Regions from separate parts of the Capsicum annuum genome. Here region 1 is linked to region 2. The links are chromatin contacts, called in public Hi-C maps. All regions are on one chromosome and are shown on one strand. Each heading gives the region's core, a stretch centred on a gene start, on an enhancer-like site or on the middle of the called end of the contact. The rest is flanking DNA. Distances are from core to core; before and after follow the strand shown. Region 1 overlaps LOC107878268 (serine/threonine-protein kinase PBL34). Region 2 has its middle 6.6 kb from the start of LOC107878182.

Evidence for each region. Hi-C and Micro-C count contacts between places; a contact is called where the count stands out from the background.
Region 1: a contact with region 2 is called in a Hi-C map of bud, with 4 times the contacts expected there. The contact joins two enhancer-like sites. A contact is called at or near these places in 3 of 5 Hi-C or Micro-C datasets (bud, leaf and placenta).

Annotation. Positions count from the first base shown.
Region 1 is chr1:91,672,734-91,676,617 of UCD10Xv1.1, forward strand. LOC107878268 (serine/threonine-protein kinase PBL34) reads right to left here. Exons shown (of 6, transcript XM_016725204.2): 4 at 2,996-3,132; 5 at 2,800-2,923; 6 at 1,858-2,640. The coding sequence ends at 2,120. Among protein-coding and RNA genes, the nearest start is that of LOC107878268, 13 kb to the right of the region's middle. Within about 2 kb of position 1,933, at least 4 of the 5 cell types and tissues checked have an H3K27ac peak or open chromatin away from gene starts, as enhancers often do. A contact at or near this core is called in bud and leaf, where this site is marked.
Region 2 is chr1:91,452,265-91,455,885 of UCD10Xv1.1, forward strand. No RefSeq gene overlaps it. Among protein-coding and RNA genes, the nearest start is that of LOC107878182, 6.6 kb to the left of the region's middle. Within about 2 kb of position 1,902, at least 5 of the 5 cell types and tissues checked have an H3K27ac peak or open chromatin away from gene starts, as enhancers often do. A contact at or near this core is called in bud and leaf, where this site is marked.

The DNA.
Region 1 (3,884 bases), core at 683-3,182, 220 kb after region 2:
GAGAATTAATTAATATTTTTCTTTCTATTATTCAATTAGAAAAATACTCCTAAAATATGACTCTATTAAGGAAATACCTTTATAAATATTGAAATGTACGTTAAACTAGAGAACAAACTGGTTTGCCTATTGGGAGAATATGATTGATGCTCATCGAACTTGATTTGATTGCATGTCTAGATCGGTGGATGCTTGATTTTCTAACCCTCAACTTCTTCATTATTTTTGTCAGTATAATAGAATTCAACATGTATGTGTATATATATATCTTCTTTGTTTTCATTCAAAATCACTCTAAGGTCAAAATTTTCACTCAGATAAGAATTAGTTGGATCAAAATCGAAGCTTTGTGATCACTATTATATTATTTTTTATAGTTTACAGGTCGTAGATGAATGTCGGTTGGCTTTGAAGAATTTCTTGGGTAAAGGTTAGATTTAATTGTATTGTTTTGATATCTTTATTATCTTATTGTTTAATTTTAATTTACAGGTGCTAGATGAATGTAGCTCGGATTTGAAAATTTTTTTTAGGTAAAGGTTAGGTTTAATTGTATTATCGTAATATCTCTATTAGTTTGTTATTTTGTGGTAGTTTATAGTTCGTAAATAAATCTCGATCGGCTTTGAGAAATTTTTGTGTGTAAAATTAAGTTTAATTGTATTATTTTGATATCATTTTTATCGTATTATTTTGTTGCAGTTTACAGCTGATAGATAAATGTTGGTCGGCTTTGAAGAATTTTTTTATGTAAAGGTGAGATTTAGTTGTATTATTTTGATATCTCCATTATCGTATTATTTTGTTATTGTTTATAGGTGGTAGATGAGTGTCGAACGACTTTGAAAAAAATTGTGTAAAGATTAGATTTAAGTGTATTATTTTGATGTCTCTATCATTGTATTATTTTGTTGCAATTTTTATATGGTAGATGAATATCAATTGACTTTTAAAAATATTTTTTGTAAAGATTAGGTTTAATAAATAAATCCTCCACCTTTACATACACAAAAGATATTAAATTTAATTATTATATTCATCTTTATTATTTAAACAAATATCCTATTTAGTGTAATGTTTGAACTCTTCAAAGTAAAATACACGGGCAAGGCGCACACCTAAACCTATATATACATATATATATATATATATACACACACCCCTGAACAGCAGTTGCCGGGAACTGTCCCCCAAATACTCTTTCCTTTAGCACCACAATATTCTGGGGAAATTTTGGGTCATATTTTAATAGATTTTGCGTCCATCTCCTCTTCTAAAGAAATTCTTTCTTTTGATTATTGGATTTCAAAGAAAATCAGTTAAGAAGAGACTCTGGAGCAACAATAAAATTCTCTCGATTAAGAATCATGAAGAGACCTCGAGCAACAATAAAATTGATTTTGCATGACCTGTAATAGTTCAAGTCGCAAAGTTAACTACTGATATCTGCATCAAGATAGATTGTCTAAATTATATGTTCCTAAAAATATGACCAACTTTTGGAGAAAGCATGAGCGCCTCGCTTGCTCTTTCTTTCAAGAAAAAAAAATACGCAAACTTCTCTATTTTCTCCTAACAGAATAAATAGGATGGTCGTCCGTGATGTTTAGTAATTGGCTAGTCCAGATACATAGATTGCCTTCATCAAGGAAATCTGCTCATCTGTCAAACAATAAATGGAAAGAAACAAAAGTACACTACCATCCGCTAAGACGAGAATATTGCAGTTCAAAATTTGATATTTTGACCCCTTTCTATGTGCTAAGCTACACTAACACTAAATGAATCTGCAATTAACATCCCTTCCCACCCACTCACCCCAAAAGAGAGAGAGAGAGAGAGAGAGAGAGAGAGAGAGAGAGAGAATCCCTTTCCTTTACTAGTTCCCCCTATGATGTGGGCTGAAGTGAAAGGGAAGAGAATGAATTATCTGAACACAGAAATATAATTACTACATGGTGGTTACCCTACACTCTTTTCAAGTAGGAGTTGAGCGCACTCATAGATCACGTGTACGTGCACTTCTATTCCCTTGCCAGTCTACAAGCATAAATGTAGGCCAACAAAATATAGAGGGGAAAGAAAAGAATGGTACAAATAGATTACTGCCAATCTGATTCTATGGTTTGTCATTTGGATTTGGCGAATTCTGAGGAAGTTGATGTCGGTATGGAGAAGCATGAGAACCATTTGGAATCGATAAGCTTCTCGGATGCTGTTGTCCATTCCTTGAGAACGATCCCTGTGTTCTAAGTCCATTTCTTGTATTTGGGCTTGACGCAACTCGGTCTGCTTGCATCGTCTGAAAATAGTAGGAGGAGCTGGCCATGTCCTTGAGGTTTGGCAACGGCTTTAAGGCTTCGATCACTTCACTCATCATAGGTCTGACTTTGGGATCCCGACTAAGGCATCGTGCAGCTAACTGTGCAGCTTTCTGCGCGCCTTTTATTGAAAAATGCCCTTCAAGTCTAGGATCTATCAATTTATAAAACCTTCTTCTTTCACCCAAATGTGGCCGTGCCCACTCAACAAGGTTGTGTTCCCCATTTGGCCGGTTCTTGTCCATGGATCTCCTACCTGTCATCATTTCAAGCAGAACTACACCAAAACTGTAGACATCACTCTTTGATGTCAAATGTCCTGAGACAAAAGAGTGGCACACATTTAATTTAAGTTCCACTCAGCAGATGTGAGAAAACATTCAAGAGCTTTTCAACTGTGGTCCAGATCATGGATTCATACAGAGACATCGATAGCAAACTAGATTAAAATGATTAGCAATGGAGATTGAGATTTTACCTGTCATCACATATTCTGGAGCTGCATAACCATATGTTCCCATGACACGAGTAGAAACATGGGTCTTGTCGCCCTCTGGAGCATCTTTGGCAAGTCCAAAATCAGAAAGTTTGGCATTGTAATCCTGAGAGAACGTATTATTAGAAGAACGATAAAAATGGGCGAGAGATCAATTTGCCTATGTGTTTGAACACACCGCATCTAGCAGAATGTTGGATGTTTTGAAATCACGGTATATCACTGGTCTTTCTGCTTCCTCGTGAAGAAAAGCAAGACCTTTTGCTGCACCCAATGCTATCTTCATGCGGATGGACCATGGAAGAGGCAGGGACCCTGATAATAAATATATTATTAAAAATTTTCATGAAGGATATGCAAGACATAAAAATCTAGAGCAAAAATCATTGGTAAGAACACAATCATTTGTTCTAGAACATCGTAAGTACAAACATCACTTCACCAGATCCAAAACAAGAAAATCACTTCACCAGATACAGACTGGAATACTGAAAATCATAAGAGATAAAAGTCATCATATTATGGTTATTCAAGAAATATGCTAAAAGCAGAAAATTGGAAACATAAAAAGCATACAAGGCAAATTAAGATTAGCATTTGGTGTAACCATTTGTCTTTCCCAAGAATCACCAAACCCTCCCAACTATGATTTTTAGTGGCTGAACCATAGATCATGCTGGAAAATGCTCATGCATTGCATCACTCAGCAGAAAGATGCATGAACTATAACTTCCAAACAAAAATCAGGGAATTCATGCACAAGTGTAAAGTCAATCCAAAACATATGTCAATTGACAAACTTTGCCTAAAGTAAGCACTAAAGATCCCTCTATGGTGGGTCCGGGGAAGGGCCAGACTGCCGGGGTGTATTTTACACGGCCTTATCCTGCATTTCTGCAAGAGGTTGTTTCCACAACTTGAACCCATGACCTCCTGGTCACATGGCAGCAACTTTACCAGTTACTCCAAGGCTACCCTTCAAACTTTGCCTAAAGTAATCCTATAATATTCCTTTAGAAGCCAATCTCAAATGCCTCATTTTAAGGGATCAAACAGGGGTTAACCCA
Region 2 (3,621 bases), core at 652-3,151:
AAAAAATATTTGACTCTCAAGATTTCACTTGTGTCACATAAATTAATGTTCAAAAGGTATCATGATTTTTTTGTTCTAATTTATGTGACACAATTCAAATTTTAAAGTTAATCAATTTTATTTTCACTTGAAATTTGGAGATAAAATCTTTAAATTTTTTAAAATAATATCTACATATTATAAAGTTACATGAAAAAATACAACAAGTCATAACAATTGATAATTCAAACTATTTAAAAGATATATCAAAAAAATTATGATAGAAGAAAAACTTTATTAAATCACAAAATTTGAAAGATGTCGTATAATTTGGGAAAAAAATATTATTTACATTTACAAATAATGTTGACAGATTAACATTATAATTTTAAAAAATACTAGTTTAAGGTACGTCGTTGCACGTATATTTGATATTAAAGAAGAAAATTACACGTAAACTAAGCAACGATTTGTTACAATGTAAAATTTAATTTACAGATCTATTGTATAAACTATGCATCAACAAACTATTCCGCTAGTTCATGCAAGTGTAGACTTCATCGAGTCCTACTATATCTCACAATTTTTTTCTAATTTTATCATCAGCTTGATCACTAAATAATTAACATCTTCGAGCGTTTTAGACAACCCCAATCTCCCAGAATCTATATTTCTACTCCAAAGAGAAAAATGACTCCTAACTAAAACTTTGTAATGTTCCTTTATTGTCCTTATATGGTGTCACTATTTATACTATAATTTTTTTTTTTATACAAATACCACTTTTAGCATTATTCTATTAATTGAATGTGATATCAATTTCTACAAATAATAATAAAAAAAGTTCATAAGAAACGTTTTTATTATATGCAACAGAGCCTTATCCACAATTATTGTGGTCCACCCGTTTTAGAATCCCTCATGCATTTTAAGAGCTTTAGTGTACCCACCTGTTACTATGTAACCTAGCTCGTATTTTCATAATAGAAAAAAGATTTGTCATTATTCAATACAAAATAAAAAAAGAATTTTCTATTAATTAATCTATTCTACATGTGACAAAGACGTTTTTGAGTTAGATACCAAAGAATTGCAATGATTTATTGCGAGGAATCATCTATCATAATGAAATCAATTTTGACTGCCCGGTACTCCTTTAGGCTACTATTTTAATAAAATTATTAATTTCAAATGTTAATATTTTTTACATGTTATTCTTGTGTCAAATAGATATTGACGTGTCACACTTTTGATTTACACATATACAAATTATTTTATGACTTTTATCATTATTATTTATTAATTTAACTATTCTACATAATTTATCAATATTTATTAAGTCTTTTTCGTAATATGCACACTCACATTTTTTAAATATATTATTTTTGTTTTTATTTATTATTATTATTACTATTATTATTATTGACAATCTTTATAATAATTTTACGTAGCATTCATAGGGACATCCTATTTTATTACATTTATTGAACTAACAGCTACGTTTATTTAATTTTTCTTTCTTGTATTTAATTTCTAGCCATTTTTATTTCAATTGATATCAATTTTAGTTAAAATTGAATATCAATTAGGTACCTATTTAAATCGCAATTTAGGACCTATTTTTAAATACCTTAATCTCAGTCGTTGATCAAAGTTGATCCAACGACTGAGATCAACTCAATCTAATTCTTTTAAGCCAATACCCTAAGCCAAATCCATTTTCAACAAAAATAGCCACCGACCTTTCTCTCTCTATCTCCCTCTCCTCTCTATCTCTTCTCTCTAAAAGCAGTCATATCACCGCCGCCAACCGCCGTCAAAGCCGGCCACTTCCCCTTCCTCTCCAGTCGCGAACCACCGTCGCCGTCATGAACCCCAACAGCCATGGCCGCCGCTCTCTTCTCTCTCTCCGGCGAACCAATCGCCGCCGCCGAACAACCAACAACGCGAAACCATCGCCGACCAGGGACCAGTCCCGTTGCACCGCCTTTACCACCGCCACCAAATCCCTCGGCTCTCCATCGCCAGCCGCCACAACAACCAGCCGCCCCTACGTTCTCCTTTCAAGCCACCAGCCGCCGGCATAAGCTCGAACCAGAGCCGCCCCCAGCGAAACTGCAGCTGCCGCTTCCGTCCCCCCTTCCCCGTACATTCTCGCAACACCGGAAGATAATGGGTTCTCAAGAACCCATCCCCAGATTTAATTCCGTTTTTAATTTTTTATGCTTATGTCTCAAATCATTTCTACCCTTTGGTTTGGTTGCCGAGGTTGATAATATTGTGTTGAAATTTGTTAAAATTTTTAACATTTTGGTGACTTACGTGTGTCTGAAATATGTGAAAATTACTTCAAATTCATGGTCTTCCTATGCTAACTTTTACACATACATTTGTAGGATTATTTTGTTTGATTGCACTTAGCATGATTCATGTCAAAATGCTGCACCCCTGTTCTCTCTCCCTTTAGATATGTCATATTTTGCCCTTTTTAAATTTAACTAGTTACTCGCTTGTCCATGGAGAATCCAACGGGTAATGAATTGTGATATTTAAACATTTATGGTAAATAGTTGTGTGATTAAGCTGTATTGATTAACTTACTCACTTTTTGAATAATGTGATAGTCTCGTTACTATTTATTTATGGTGAAAATTTTCAAGATCACGTGGGATCTCTCTTGGGTATTTGAAGAATCGCCGGAAAGTTCATGGAGGAGGGCTGCACTTTTTCTTTCTTTGTTCATTTATTAATTTTCGATTCATAGTGTTGTAATAACTTTGTATAAACGTTATTATTATTGTATAATTATTGGGGACTGCATAGGGCGTAGACTTACGTGCTCTATGAATAGTATAGATAGACACAACTTAGGTTTTCTGTTTGTTACGTGCTACGTGAATTATTTAGGCACACAATCTTGGAACTTATTAACATATGAATCGTTTAAGCAGTCAATTTAAGGTTTATTAATTTATCCGCTTAGAATTCTTAATTTTAGGATTTAATTGAATCCGGCTTCATAAATTAGATTGACATTAAGCTTATCAATATATTTTGTATGTTGACATATTGAATTAGATTTAACCATGTTAATATATTTTTAGCATATCAACGCATTAAAGTGACTTTAAGCATGCCATTATATGTTGTAGCATATTAATACAAAATAAGGCATGTCAATGTTTTAGAGTTCGTTAACATAAAACTCCTGCATATTAATATATATTTTAGCATGTTAAACAGTAGGTTTAAACAATTTTCAGCATGTTAGACATTGGGCTTAAGTAATCTTAATATGTCGTCGTATAATTTAGCATGTTAACACGAGTCTAAGCATGTTAGTACTCTTGAGCATGTTAACAATTAATTTTCTGCATGTTAATACATTTCAGCATGCCAAAATAGTAGAGTTCATGCATGTTAGCATGTCAATATTAAATTTTTAGCATGTTAAAACTGTGTTTCTGTATAAAACCACTAATGTCCAGCATGTTTAAGCATTCTCAGCATGTTAAATTATAGATTAAGTATGTTATTGTTTCTTTTCAACACATTAATGCAATTTCAGTATGTTAACATGAAATTATTGCGCATTAGCATATTTTTCAGCATGTTAGAACTAATTTTAAGCATTGTTAGCAT